3 separate regions of the Mus musculus genome follow, and regions 2 and 3 are each linked to region 1. A link is a contact called in public ChIA-PET and Micro-C data. All regions are on one chromosome and are shown on one strand. Each heading gives the region's core, a stretch centred on a gene start, on an enhancer-like site or on the middle of the called end of the contact. The rest is flanking DNA. Distances are from core to core; before and after follow the strand shown. Region 1 holds the start of Prkar1a (protein kinase, cAMP dependent regulatory, type I, alpha). Region 2 has its middle 16 kb from the start of 1700023C21Rik. Region 3 overlaps Gm45916 (predicted gene, 45916).

What was found. A called contact is a pair of places that touch in the nucleus more often than the background predicts. ChIA-PET counts read pairs in DNA pulled down with a chosen protein or histone mark.
Region 2: a contact with region 1 is called in an RNA polymerase II ChIA-PET map of memory CD8 T cells, with 840 read pairs. The contact joins the enhancer-like site here to the promoter of Prkar1a in region 1. A contact is called at or near these places in 14 of 39 promoter capture datasets (the 3T3-L1 cell line, 3T3-L1-derived adipocytes, the C10 cell line and 6 more), 7 of 15 datasets of contacts at CTCF or cohesin (CD8 T cells, the NIH/3T3 cell line, embryonic stem cells and 2 more), 93 of 484 Hi-C or Micro-C datasets (the 3T3-L1 cell line, 3T3-L1-derived adipocytes, the AML12 cell line and 60 more), 50 of 115 datasets of contacts at active chromatin or transcription factors (the 230-238 cell line, CD8 T cells, the HPC-7 cell line and 34 more) and 4 of 9 other capture datasets (adipose tissue, liver, macrophages and 1 more).
Region 3: a contact with region 1 is called in a Micro-C map of the G1E-ER4 cell line, with 2.5 times the contacts expected there. The contact joins the enhancer-like site here to the promoter of Prkar1a in region 1. A contact is called at or near these places in 11 of 39 promoter capture datasets (the 3T3-L1 cell line, the C10 cell line, the HPC-7 cell line and 5 more), 1 of 15 datasets of contacts at CTCF or cohesin (pro-B cells), 8 of 484 Hi-C or Micro-C datasets (B cells, CD4 T cells, CD8 T cells and 5 more), 25 of 115 datasets of contacts at active chromatin or transcription factors (the 230-238 cell line, DN3 thymocytes, the SCID.adh cell line and 18 more) and 4 of 9 other capture datasets (adipose tissue, embryonic stem cells, liver and 1 more).

Annotation. Positions count from the first base shown.
Region 1 is chr11:109,649,171-109,653,914 of GRCm38.p6, forward strand. It overlaps Prkar1a (protein kinase, cAMP dependent regulatory, type I, alpha), which reads left to right and starts at 1,779. Exons shown (of 11, transcript NM_001373913.1): 1 at 1,779-1,903; 2 at 4,609-4,744. The coding sequence starts at 4,615.
Region 2 is chr11:109,859,497-109,864,182 of GRCm38.p6, forward strand. No RefSeq gene overlaps it. Among named protein-coding and RNA genes, the nearest start is that of 1700023C21Rik, 16 kb to the left of the region's middle. Within about 2 kb of position 1,300, at least 229 of the 459 cell types and tissues checked have an H3K27ac peak or open chromatin away from gene starts, as enhancers often do. A contact at or near this core is called in the 230-238 cell line, 3T3-L1-derived adipocytes, B cells and 47 more, where this site is marked.
Region 3 is chr11:109,442,820-109,447,211 of GRCm38.p6, forward strand. All of the region lies in intron 1 of Gm45916 (predicted gene, 45916), which reads left to right. Among named protein-coding and RNA genes, the nearest start is that of Gm45916, 4.9 kb to the left of the region's middle. Within about 2 kb of position 1,997, at least 8 of the 459 cell types and tissues checked have an H3K27ac peak or open chromatin away from gene starts, as enhancers often do. A contact at or near this core is called in the G1E-ER4 cell line and heart atrium, where this site is marked.

The DNA.
Region 1 (4,744 bases), core at 529-3,028:
TTACACATGAGGTAGGTGCTCTACGATTGTTTGCTTTTATTCGTCAGTGTTAATACAGTCCCAGTTATCCCTTCGAGATGCAGGAAAATGAAGCTCCAGGAGATTAAGTTCCTCACAGGAGATGGCAAAGCATGAAAACAAACAGATTTATCTGCAGTGGGTGGTTTTGTTTTTTTTCCTTCCTTTCTTCAGAACACGACCGGGCATGCTCAGTGCTATCCAGTTCCCTCTCCCGTTTGCCAGCTTAGGGCTGGGTTTATCAGCACTGGAGAGGGGGAAAGCCTGCATGATGGCGACTCGGTCTTTAATCTTCCACTCTACCCATCTCTGGAAAAGAAGCCATTGATCAACATCCTGGTGAGAGGCTGCAGAGGGAGCGGCTTCCTTCTCTTCCCCCTTCCTTCCTCTGACTACTAGGGGGGGTAATCATAACTAATGTTCAGAGCCCTTATCATAGTCTGGGTATTCCAAGACAAAGTCAGGCTTAAAAAGGTGAAATTTACAAACACCACTTAACCCAAATATCTTAACTGGGGATCACTGTGAAAATTATGCAGGAGATATTGTAACCTTTTTTGGTACTAAGTGTTAAATCCGTGATATTTTCTACGCACATTGCCCTAGCACATACACGATGAGGCTGTCAACACCTTGCAGCTACTCAGAACCACACACTGCAGGGGCCTATTTTATTTATGTATTTATTTAGGCCCACTTTATTTATTTAATTCATATGCCTAAAATTGTGTCCCTTGCTTTCATTTTCACATACTTAAGGGGAAAGTTGACTGAAGGAATAATGAAGTCGCCTTTTCTCTTGTTTTCTCATGCAGCTCAGATTTCTTGCTTGGTCAATGATTTGATCTGCCCATCTGTCTGTACTGCCCATGACGCAGTCTGGCATAATAGGAGGCTAGGGCATTATCAGGACTCCGGGCTCCTCTTGGAAGTCTCCCTACATCTGGTGCTTCTGTAGGCACGGTAGGGCCTCCATTGATGACAGCTCACTTGTGGAGACAGTAGTCAGATTAGCCAAGCAGAGGCTTGATAGGGGCTCAGATTTCCTGGACCGGATGACAGGCCCGAGTCCGGAACCCCGGGTATTGCGGGGGTCTACACAGGATGCGCGCTCTGTCCATCAGGAGCATCTCAGCATCCGCTTGCGCTCAGCTGTGGTAGATCCGCTAGGGCCTCCTCCTCTTCCAACAGCAGGGATCTCCTTGTCCGCCCAGCGTCCTGTAACCCCATCCCCCTCCCTGCCGTCCCATAGCACCCAGGGCGGAGTCGCCCACCTGTCACCGAATCGTCCCACGTGGGTCTGCGGTAGGAGGGTCGAAGGGAGGGAGAAAAGACAGAGGCGTGGAGGGAGGCAGACGCAAGAGCCACCGAGGAACCGAGGAGAGGCTGAGATCTCCGAACAGCTAAACAATCTAGAGGACCCCCCACCACACCTGGTAAGGAAGGGACAATAAAGGAGACAGAAACGGGTTAGCAGAAAGAGAAGGAAAAAGATGAGAGCGATGAAGGGGCTACGTATACGCGACAAGATAAAGATGGAGAGGTGCCCTGCAAGAGAACGGTTCTAGCTAGATGACGACGGGCTAAGGGTAGGGGGTGGGAGTAGCCGGTGGTGGGCTTGAGGGGGGTGGGGATGGGGTTGGAGGAGGATCCTAGGCGTCTGCGCCTTTAAGGTTGCCAAGGCAACCGCCCTGGCCAGAGCGAGGCGCATTGACGTCAGCAGCCGAACGCTGATTGGCCGCGGTCGGCTGGTTTCCGGTGGAGCCGTCGCCGAGCCGCTATCGCAGAGTGGTAGTGAGGCTGCGAGCTGAGCCCGCTGGACGCTCGGTCACCCCGGCCGCCTCGCCCTGCGTTAGCCCCTGCTCGTGCCGCCGCCCGCCCTCAGGTGAGTGCGGGCCCGAGGCCTGACCGGGGAGTCGCCGGCCGCGGCGCTCCGCTGCGCGTCCCTGAAGGCGCGGGAGCGAGCCAAGATGGCGCCCCGGGGAGCGCGCTGCGGGGGGACGGCCGCACCCCCTGCGCCTCCGAGGCGGCCTCGGGGCCTGTCGCAGGCCTCGCACTGTCCCCCGGGGTCCGCCCTTGCACCGTTCCCCGCGGGGCCGTAGGCCGCCCCTGCCCCCCGCCGTTCCGCCCCCGTCCTGAGTGTCTCCGGGTCCCCGGTCCTGCGCTGCCCTCGGCTCCCCGGCCGCCTCCGCCCCCGCGCGCCGCGGCCTCGGCGCCCGTCCTCCCTCCCCCACTTCCTGAAGGACAAGAGCTCGGTATTTTTTTTTTTTTTTTAAACCGGAATCCGCCATGGCTTTTCGGTCTTAGCCTCGCCACTCGGCTGTAGTCTTCATCTCTGCCCAGTCGTTTCTTCTGCCCTGGCTTCCCCCCTCCTCTTCGCGGGCTCGTCTCCCTCCACCCCTCCGCTCGGTGATTTCAGCCTAGCTCCATTTCCCTTTGTCCCCCTAACACTTCTCGTCCTTTCCAGCCCCCACCACCGCCCACCCCAGCCTCCCCAGGCCTCCCGCTCCGCTCCACTCCACGTCTGCGGCCTCCTGCCTGGTGGGGGATGAGGGGCCGTCTTGCTGCTCTCAGTGATCATGACCGTGGCCTAAGTGAAGTGAAGGGCACTTTCCTGCCCTCCCTCGTGAAAATACGCGGCGCCCGTTAACCCTTAACTCCAGCCCAGAGCGGGTGTGGGGACAGCCGATGACTTGAGGGAGCCAGGATAGATAGGTTTCTTGAGCAGAGAAATGAAGGCTCGCATTTAGATGATGACCCCCACCCCACCCCCCAGGCTGTGTTAGTGTTACTTGGCATCCTTTAGATGTGGGCCCTGTCAGCAACAGGCTCCCAAAGGCGGTTTAAATATGTCCTCCAGTATAGTCCTTCTGAAAGCAAGAGTGTCATCAGAACCGAATTTCCTCAAGAATCCCCCTTCTTACGAATACTCGATGCAGTGATGATGGTTTTAGTGTTTGTTTTGGAGAGAAGCTAAGTTGTGGGGTTTTTAAAAAGTAAATACAAACGTGGAACCAAGACATACCCGATTAAAAATCCTAAGGCCATAAAATTAGATTATTTGGCGTTTCACATGATGACTGGTGTTTGTATTTTCTTTACCAGTGCCTGCCTTTTGGTCTTTGTAATGCATACACCATTTTTCACTTATCAGCCCTAGTTGCGCCATCCTTCCCAGCCAGAGACAGGATCTAAGAGGGATTTCTCTGATCAGTTAAATATATGTGCTGACATTCTTGAAATATGGCTGGATGCTTCGAAGCATAATAGATTTGTTTTTATCCACGTTCCTGGTGGCCTTCAGTATTTGAAATGGAGAAAGTTCCAATGAAGTGGATTCTTTGTCTCGTTCCGTGCTCTGACCTGGAAGCACAACAAGAACAAACGATATCTGACAGTAGAAACCTTCCCTTCAGTGTTTCTTCTGAACTGACGGTGGTGTGTGTGTGTGTCTGTCTGTCTGTCTGTGGCTTCTAATTTCTTTCTGTGCTTGTCATGGAGCTACAAACTTTGTCCTGGTCTGTTGCGTGCATATTATTGACCTTTATCTTGAAAACTGTCAAAACAAAACATTAGTGCAGCACTTTAAAATGGCTCCTTATCCTTATCTTTTAACTCACAGGTTAACCTTAGAGGGTCTGTGAGCATTATAATTTGAAGAGTGGTTATGTGGAATTGGTATGCAGAGTGGAGAGGGCGTCATCTTCTAATCTCAAGTGCTTAGTAATTAGGAGTTAGGAGGAAAACTGAATAGCTGCATAAAGTACTGAGCTTTTAGTCCTGAGGCAGCTTGGCTGCCCATTATTGTGTTTCTATTTCATATTAATGTTGCTCAAATTCAGTTTTAGCTATTGAGTCATCCTGTAAGCTGTAAACTAGCATGTTTTAATATATTCCTGTCTAGATGAAGAAAATCTTAGTTTGCTTGGTAGAGATTATTTTCCTCTAGTACAGCCTTTTCAACTCTTTCTGCTGGTAATTGTATTTCTAAGTCACGGGCAGAGTTAGTCAAAGAAGGGAATGAAAGATTGCTGAGGAAAGGCACCCGAGGCTGCTTTTGTGTTTCAGAAAATTCGATTCCACTAATATTTGGCTAATCAGCTTCTTTGCCCTTGTGGTTTGCTGTGACATTAGCTGCGCTCATGGGATGGGAGGTGCACTCAGGGGAATGTCAGGTGTTCTTTGTGAGCTGTGCTTTCACTTAGAGCCGACCTGTGTGCCCTTGTAATTCTCTGACCTGCTTCCCACTTACATACTTCCCACGTCATCATCGTCATGTCTTTTGCAAGAGAACTGAATGAAATCTCCAGAGGGCTTGGGGCCTCAGCACTGCCTCAGTTGCTCAGCAGGGCAGGCACGCTGGCTCATACTTCCTCCCAGGAGCTATGGGTCTTCTCTGCGTGACCTGCCCAGCGGAGACAGTAGAAACTTGGGATAGTTTATATCCAACCCCCACCTCCTCTTTAAACACAAATGCTGTTGAGTAAAGAAATGTTTGAATCTGCTGTCTCGTGAATTTAAGTAAGTCCCAGGCCAGATCTGCATCTGTGCTTTCTAGCTTACCCAGCATGTGTGTTCTTTGTCTCCCAGAGAACCATGGCGTCTGGCAGTATGGCAACCAGTGAGGAAGAGCGGAGTCTCCGGGAATGCGAGCTCTATGTGCAGAAGCACAATATCCAGGCCCTGCTGAAGGACTCCATCGTGCAGCTGTGCACTACGCGGCCCG
Region 2 (4,686 bases), core at 50-2,549, 210 kb after region 1:
TATGGGCAATCCACTGGAACTTAGGCAACCTCTCAGAGGCCACACCCTTAAAGAAAAATGGAGTCTGTCACTCCCAGAAGCCATCTATTGCCCATGCTCCTTAGTAAGTGGTAGGCTTGTGAGTCCCTCCATGCTGCAATGCTGACTGTCGTGGTCCTGTGCAGGTCTTGTACAGGCAACCACAGCTGCTGTGAGTTCACCAGTGCAGTGGTCCTACCGTGTCCGGAACACACATTTGCTCCGGTCCTCCCTGACCTCTGGCTTTGATTCTTCCAAAATATTCCTTTATGACTGATGTAGCAAGATGCCTATGAGTCCACCTTAGTATTTGAAAAAGGGTCTCTAACTGAGCCTGAAAGTCACTGTTCCAACCAAACTGGCTGGTTAGTAAGATCCAGGGATCTTCTCATCTGTACCCCCCCGCACCCCCCCCCCCCGAGAATCATGGGCCATGCCAATTCAATGCCCAGCTTACATGGGTGCTGGAGAATCCGAACTCAGGTGCGCATGAGGAACACCAAGTGCTTCACCCACTAAGCCACGCCTTCAGCCCCAGAAGCCATGGCTTCTAACTCTGGCATTGACCTTACTCCTGTATCTGGTTCTGTTTGTTTCCTCATTAAAAGCAGAAATGTAAAAACCTGAAGGCATTTTAAACCGTTCATACTGAGATCACGTGACTTAGAGAAACCCATGAATTAAGACGTTTTGAGACCTGTGGCTAAGTTCGGGGCTTAAATGACAGGGTAGAGTTCTGACGGCCAGCAGATAAACCAAACGGTTGCACAGAGGCACAGACAGATCCTGTCCCCCAAAGGATTGTGGGCAGCAGACATCCTGGGCGCAGCCTGAGTCATATCCGGTGTGCAAAAACATGCAAGTAAGCAGGCTACAGATCTTGGGTTTGGGCGACCTCAGTCTTTAGAGCAACCTCGATGATCGAGAAAGAAAGAAAACACAGCAAGGCACAGCTGTCTTTTACTGTAGGGAGAATTAGAGAAATGGGATAGTCAAACTTCGACAATGACACCCCCCCCCCCCACGCCCTTTCCTGCTGGCCCAGGGGTTTCCCATTTCCCTGGAGGAATTTGTGGGACTACTTTTAGCTTCTGCAAGGGAGGCGGCGTCTGAACAGGGACTTTTCTAGACCACAAAGACTGTAAACTTGCCTTTACTGGCCCTCAGCAATCTTCTTGGCTTAAATTGTATGCCTCTGCAGCTGCTTATTCATTGCTAGCTTTGAAAACCCCTGCAAACACGGCTCTGGATCCGATCTTTTCTCCAGAGAACCTGGCTCGCTGGGATAGAGCAGGAGCGCCACCGTGTGGCTGTGTGATTACTGCCGATTCTTTTTGGATGAGATAGGATGATGGGACTGGCTCATTTTTGTTACAAGGAAAGCAGGGCATCAGGGCCTAAGTGGGTCTGTGGCATCCCAAGATGATTTTAGTAGGATGTTGGTACATCACTTAGGGATCTCCAGAGAAGCAACTCATGCATATGTGGGTAGTAGCAAGCATGAAACTAGTGGGATGGGCTGGCCGACTGCAATAAGCAAAACTAGGGTTACAGCTCTTATCTATGTATCCTATCCTGTCTGTCCATCTGTCTGTCCTATTTATTGTGGATTTTTACATTTATCTTTATTTTTACATATTCACAGGTGTGTGTGTGTGTGTGTGTGTGTGTGTGTGTGTGTGTGTACAGGTGCCCACGAAGGCCCAGAGCTGGAGTTGCAGGTGGTTTTAAGTCAGCCGACATGGATGCTGGAAATCAAATTCAGGCACACAAGAGAGCAGCATGCTCTCACAACCACTGAGACATCTCTTCAGTCCCTAGGGTTACCGTTTTGAAGCAATACCACTTTGTAAAGAGCACTTCATGTCAAGTGGGTTTTCCCAGCATCAGTTATGAAGCCACTGGAGAACAAGTCACTGGAGTTTTATAGCAGGAGGGATAAGATGTACTAATGATGTAACAGACATTGATATGTCTTTCTTTTTTATTTTTTGCACAAACCCATTAGACTTGAATGAAGGGCTCAGCTCATCAGAGACTTTCCCATGGAACTCACATGTGCATCTTCTTTGGTTTGAAACAGGTGGTCCTATATGCATTACTTCCTTTGCTCTTTGCTGTGGCTAAATACTTGGAGAAACAAAAGCTCCTTTCTTTTATTTTAGGTCACTGTTTCAGAGGGTTCATCCTGGCTTTTAGCCTCACATGCTTGGGTAGAATATTATCCTGGGGGGGGGGGGCTCAGTGGAGGCTGTTCTTTGATTCTTAGCAGACAGGAAACACAGCTAAGGGGATTTTTTTTTTGGGGGGGGGGACTGGCATATGTAATTGTGGCATAAGCCATGAAGCTTGGCAACCAAGTAAGGTTTTTTTTTTTTTTTGAGGATGGCCCACCACTTTGCATGGCTGTGACAGGTGAGCTCTGACAGGCATGGACCCCAGAGACGTCATCCCAGGATTGCTTCTCACCGATGTTATGACTTTCCCATCACTATTACATAGCCCAATGATTCCTGGGCACCAGCCCACCCAATTGGGCAAATTTCCTGCAGATCAACATGAAGATGAACTTTCATAAATTAGTGCTGTTTAGATGAATTAATGACTTTATAGAATTCCTGGTTTGATTCAAATAATTTTAGGAAGAAAGTTTAAGGAGACGGTTTTAGTCGTTTTGCCAGAAAGATGTAATATAGTTAGAATCAAGAATAGAATGTACCCACTCCTCATAGAATAGTAAAGGCTGCATAATTAGGAACACAATGAGCTTTCATAAATTACAGGAAAAAAAAGAGAAACAGGCTTGGGGCAGAATTGTGATCAAGGAAAAACATTCATTCTAGGTCAGGTGCAAGGATGAAGCCACAGGTATGCACCATGATAGAGCAAGGCCATGGGAAACTGTTGCTTTGAACTTATAATGAGCTTATAGAATGTAACACTGCTTTGAACTTACTACGGACATCCTTCTGTAACTCCTTTTTGTGTAACATTTTATCTGTGGGCTAATTTTATAAAGAACTTTTGTCTAAGGAGTTATAAAAAGGCTGAGAGGGAAAAAAATAGTGTGGCTGTTGTGGCTTTGCTCCATTCGCCAAATGTACATATCTGTAAATATGTGTGTGTATGTATGTGTCTGCATGTACACACATATGTAGGTATATGTGCATGTATGTAACTATGCATGTGCATTTGTGAAATTGATGAAACTGATGGTTTTGTGTGTGTGTGTGTGTGTGTGTGTGTGTGTGTGTGCGCGCGCGGGTGGGCATGGCTTACTTTTTATCCTATTTCTTTCTCTCTGGCTCATGAAGGGTTACTGAGCTCCTTGGAGCCTCTCAGGCCAGTCAGAGACGCCCCAGTCAAAGAGTAAAGAGCCCAAGTAACTAAGTTTCTTTTCTTAATCCCTTGCGGCCATCAGCAGGAGTTAATTGCCAGAAGCCATCAGCTTCTTCCCCGCCCCCCCCCCCCACCCCAAAGTAAGAGAAAGTAAATGGCCTGAGGTTATCAGCCTCTGGTCCACCTACTCACTACTCCACCTCAGTGCCTGAATGTTAGGATGGGACCCGAACACAAGTGGAGGCTGTGAAGTCCAACAATGGCTGTCTGTACCCTAGAGAGGCAGAGAAGATGGAAGCCTCAGGCGGCCAGTGAAGACGCCCACTCAGATGCTGATGGGAGAAGTCACTAGTGAGACTCAGAGACCATCGAAGCTGGAGTCAGCTTTCCAATGGTGATGGAAGCAATCACAGATCACCGCCCCCCCCCCCCCCAAGAACGATGCCTTCACATGCTGGCTGTCATCTTCCTCTTCTTCATCCCTACCTGTTGGGTAGTGCTGTCCACAGCCAGGGAGGGTCTTTCTCTCTCAGTTATCAGTCCACGTGTCAATCCTGTTTGCAGATTCTCTCCAGACATACTCATTGGCCTCTCTAGGTCCTGTCAAATGAACTGCTTGTGAGATGGCTCAGCAGTGAAAAGTACCTGACACATAAGCCTAATGATCTCTGGCGCCCCTAGTGGCAGGAAAGAACAGACTCCTGAAAGTTGTCCCCTGAGCTCCACACTTATGCCATGGAATATGCTCACACCCTTCACCCTACACTTATTAACTAATTAAAAAATTAAAAATTAAACTAATTAAAAATTAACTGTCACTCTATGCAACGGTGCCTTCAAATCCCATTATAAACGTAATCCCAAGCATTTTGCTTCATCGTCTTCTGCATACGTATCAAAGCACTGACATCCCTTTTCAACGCAATGGCCACTCCTGATTCCCAACACCCATGCGACTGGCTCACCTCCTGACCTCTTGTTTTCCTCACAGGAACTATCCATGGGGTTCTCTGACCATATCTATCTTTTTAAAAAATTCTGATTATATTTATCATACACGTTCGTAGAATTCATCATACAACATGCTCTTACATACATATACCATTCGCATATACACCCATGTCTCTCCTACTCTCTGTGCCCCGCCCTCTTTATCCTCCATCTTCTGGTCCCCTCCTCTTCTTTTAAAAACATGTTAGTGTCTGCACGTTGTAGCTGGCTTTCCTGTTGCTGTGATGACATCAATATCCTGACAAAAACAACCAAAGGGAGAAAGTGTTTATTTTGGCTCACGGTTCCACAGGGACGCAGTCCACTGTGGCAGAGGAT
Region 3 (4,392 bases), core at 747-3,246, 210 kb before region 1:
GTATGTGTGTGTGTGTGTGTGTGTGTGTGTGTATGCTATATATATATATATATATATATATATATATATATATATATATATATATATATATAATTTATATGAGTACACTGTAGCTCTTTTGGGACATACCAGAAGAGGGCATCAGATTCCACTACAGATGGTTGTGAGCCACCATGTGGTTGCTGGGAATTGAACTCAGGACCTCTGGAAGAGCAGTCACTGCCCCTAACCACTGAACCATCTCTCCAGCTCCCATAACAAATATATATTAATGAACCATCACACACATGAAGTGAATTATGTGCTGTGGATATCTCTCAGTGGTAAGAGTACACGTCTAACATTTGTGAAACCCTTGGGTTTCATCCCCGGCACTATAAAAATGAGAGAGAGAGAGAGAGAGAGAGAGAGAGAGAGAGAGAGAGAGAGAGAGAGAGAGAGAGAGGCCAAGATGTTATTTGTTCCTATGCAGTTCTGGAGACTGAGCACAGGCCTCTTTCTACCACAGAGCCACATACCTATCCAGCCCAGATGTGCATTGTAAAACAGCCAGTAGAAAGGGCTCAGAAGGCTGTCAACACAAAGACATGAAATGTATGCGATGATAGCTATGCCAACTATAATTTGACCTCACTACCCAGTGTATGTGTGTACTGAAATGTCACCCTGAGCTGCAGAACTATGTACAGTTTCCGTGTATTAGTGAATATCTGTTGGGCTCCAGGCATGCGTCTATACACCCGAAACTCCAGGACTTATGAAGCTATAGCAGAAGAATTGTAAATTTAAGCATAGGTGGGACTCTTATCTAGAAAGCTCTGGGCCATTTTGGGCTTCATGGCTGTGGGGCCAAGGTGGGTGGAGGTGCACACACAGATAGGAAACAGACTGAGTTAAAACTAAATCTGCATGGGTAAGATATTAATCTTACAGCCGTCCATTTGCAGACCTACATGGCATTCATTTTTTTTTTTTCCATCTTCTGTCTTTGGGCTCTGCTCATTGATCAAGGCTTGTCCCTTTCAGCCAACAGACCATACAGTATGCCCACGATGGGCACTTGGAACCCCATCTTCCGGTCTTGGAATAACAGTGGTTTCTGTGCACAGTGTGTTCAGCCTCCAGGGGCTCACCAAGCACTTTATGCTAGCACCGGATTCTCAAGCTATCATTGTAAATAGATACCACTTTATTTACTTATGAATGCTCTATCTGCACATATGCCTGCAGGCCAGAAGAGGGCATCGGATCCCATTATAGATGGTTGTGAGCCACCATTAGGTTGCTGAGGATTGAACTCAGGACCTCTGGAAGAGCAAGCAGTGCTCTTAACTGCTGAGCCATCTCTCCAGACCCTAGATACCATTTTTAAAAACTCATATAACAAAGGGGTTTGTCAATCAGTGAAAGATAATAAACCTCACTCATTCACATGGTTTAGTCTCTTAATAATGTTTTAATACCAGGGGCTATGTGCTAGGTCTTGTCAAACCCTTCAGGATATAGCAGAGACAAAAAAAGAAAAGTCTTCCCTAGTGTTTTTTTAGAGGAAGAGAGAGAAAGTAGAGGAAGAAACCAATGCTCTTATGGTATAGTCAGAGTAAAAGAATAGAAGCAAATTGGGGGTTGAGCCAGGGTCTCACGTGGTCCAGGAAACCTCGAACTTGCTGTAGTCAAGGATGGCCTTAACTCTTCGCCCTACACGAATGTACCATCACGTCTGGTTTTATGCAACACTGGGGATTGAACTCTGGGCTTCCTGCATGCTAGGTGAGCCTCATACCAACTGAGCCATGCCCCCCAGTCCCAAATATCCTTTTTAACAGGACAGTTAGGAATGCCTCCTTAGGGCTGAAATTTGGAATCAAGCAAATTAAAAGGATATAGCATATTCATACTGAAGGGAGAGATGGCTCAGTGGACACATGGCGGCTCCCAACCCTCTGTAACTCCAGGAACAGAGAGTCCGATACCCTCTTCTGGCCTCTTCGGGCACTGCATGTATGTGGTGCACGGGCGTACGTGCAGTTTAAACACCCCAGGAAACAAGGAGTGGGGATGGGGGAATTGATCAGTGGTCGGCATAGTTGTACCAGAGGAGAAAGTAATAGCACCATGTGGCTTATCTAGGGTTCATCCTTGAAGAGTTGTGGTTAGTGTGTGCTCTGAAAGGATCACTATGGCTGCTGTGTGGGAATTTTAGGAGGTGTCAGGGTGTTGCTGGAAGATCATTGTTATAATGCAGTTGAGATGACCTTAGCTTGGCTCAGAGAGAGAAGCAGGGATGGCAATTCAGTCGGATCCTGGATATATTTAGAAAGAAGAGCCAGGTGTCAGGGCAACAAGCCTGTAATCCCGGGGCTTAGGAGGCAGAGGCGAGGGGATTAGTTCAAGGTCATCCTTGCCTCGTAGCAAGTTTGAGGCTACCCTGAGCTACGTGGACCTTGTCTCAATAACACCTCCCAGAGAAATAAAACCACAAGCAAACAGACAGACAGACAGACAGACAGACAGTAGTCCTGATGGGATTTGCAGACAGCATAGGTTGGCGTAGTTTAGAAGAGGGGTCAGAGTGAGCTCACTGTGCTGTGGGTACTACACAGCAGGAGTTCATTCACAAAGACAGGACTAACAGTCAGGGGAGAGGAGGGACTTCATCTTTGATCCTAAGGAAAAAAGTTGCTAGGGTCCTTAACCTGTTTGTCTTCCTGAGTGGCAGGAAAGGTGAATATATGTGACACACACGCATGGCCCGGGTTGTGTTCGCTCTCAATACTCGTTGGCGATACGTTCTGGGGCGCCAGACTTGCTGTCTAAATTCCCCTGGAAGGGATCCAAGTGCACTGACGTCATTTGAATCTGGCTTTTAATGCATAGGGTTTTTGTTTGTTTTGTTTTTTGTTTTTGCATGAAAACTCAAACTGTTAGCCTTGTGTGGTTAGAATCATTATAAAAATGAACACCAGGGGGACCTAGTGTGCCTTGGTGGCTGGCCCACCTATTGGATATGGCAGACCTGTGTTAGAGACACATCTGTAGAGGACAGCCGCCCAATCCTCTGTGTTCTGTGTATCTCGAGGAGTGGCGCAGCCTGTAATGTGTTAGAATTGCCTTCGTATGAGCTGGGTTTGATGACTGTTTAAAGCTTCAAAGCAGTGGCTTCTAATCACGGGATGGCTTATCAATGAACTCCAGAATGTGGGAGCTTTTAAAAGTAAGAATCATGCCGGACATGGTAGTACTGGTCTGTAACCCTGGCACTTGAGAGATGGAGGCAGGAGGATCCGAAGTTCAAGGCTGTCCTTGGCTGGATAGTGAGTTCAAGGCCATCCCAGACAAGTCAGAGGGAGGGAGAGAGGGAGGGAGGGAGGGAGGAAGAGAGAAACTGAATTCTGATGATTTTGATTTTTAGTTTATTTTGGACAGAATACAGAATCTATGTGTAATATATACCTGGAAGCGACTTGAATTTAGCCGATTGAAACTCAGACTTGCGATGTATTTTCCATTTGATCCCCAGATATAATAATGTCCTGAAGCTATGTACTGCTGGGAGTGAAAACGATAACTCTGTGTGCTGGGACCACGGCTCACTTGGTAGAGTACCTGCCTAGCATACACCAGGCCTTGGGTTTAATCCCCAACACTCCCTAAAACTGGGCACAGTAACTATGTCTATAACCCCAGCACTGATGTGGCAGCTGGAGAATCAAAAGGTTAAGGTTATCCCCTGCTATATAGGCAGTCGAAGACTAGCCTGGGCTATATAAGACCCTGCTTCAAAAAAAAAAAAGAGATAAATTGCTAAAGGGTTTGGAAACATAGTATAAACACACACATTTGTCTCAAAAGGGCACATAACCTTAGCAACTAGACAGAGGCACACATCCTACCTTTGTACAGAAAGGACATGGTCTAAATACAAGGACAGAAAGTAATGAGCTGAAGAGAGTCATCATGGAAAAAAAAATCAGTTAATTAATGCATTGGCAACTGCCTGATCTTGCCTGACTTTCACACCTATGATCTGAAAATTACTTTGGTGAGGGTCTGGAGAGATTGCTCAGTGGTTAAGAGCACTGGCTGCCCTACCAGAGGACCCAGGTTCCATTCTGAGCACCAACATAGATGCTCACAGTGTCTGCAACAACAGTTCCAGGGCATCTGACAAGGTCTTCTGGCTTCTGCAGACACTGTACGCAAGCCACACACAGACAGACACTCAGGCACAACACTCGTATGCATAAAATACAATGGAAATGTATTCTTTTAATGCGTGTAGGTATTTTGCCTGCATGTATGCCCGTGCACTGCATCTCTGCCTGCTGCCCTCAGAGGACGGAAGAGGACATTGGATGCCTTGGGACTGGAGTTACCGTTTGTTGTGAGGTG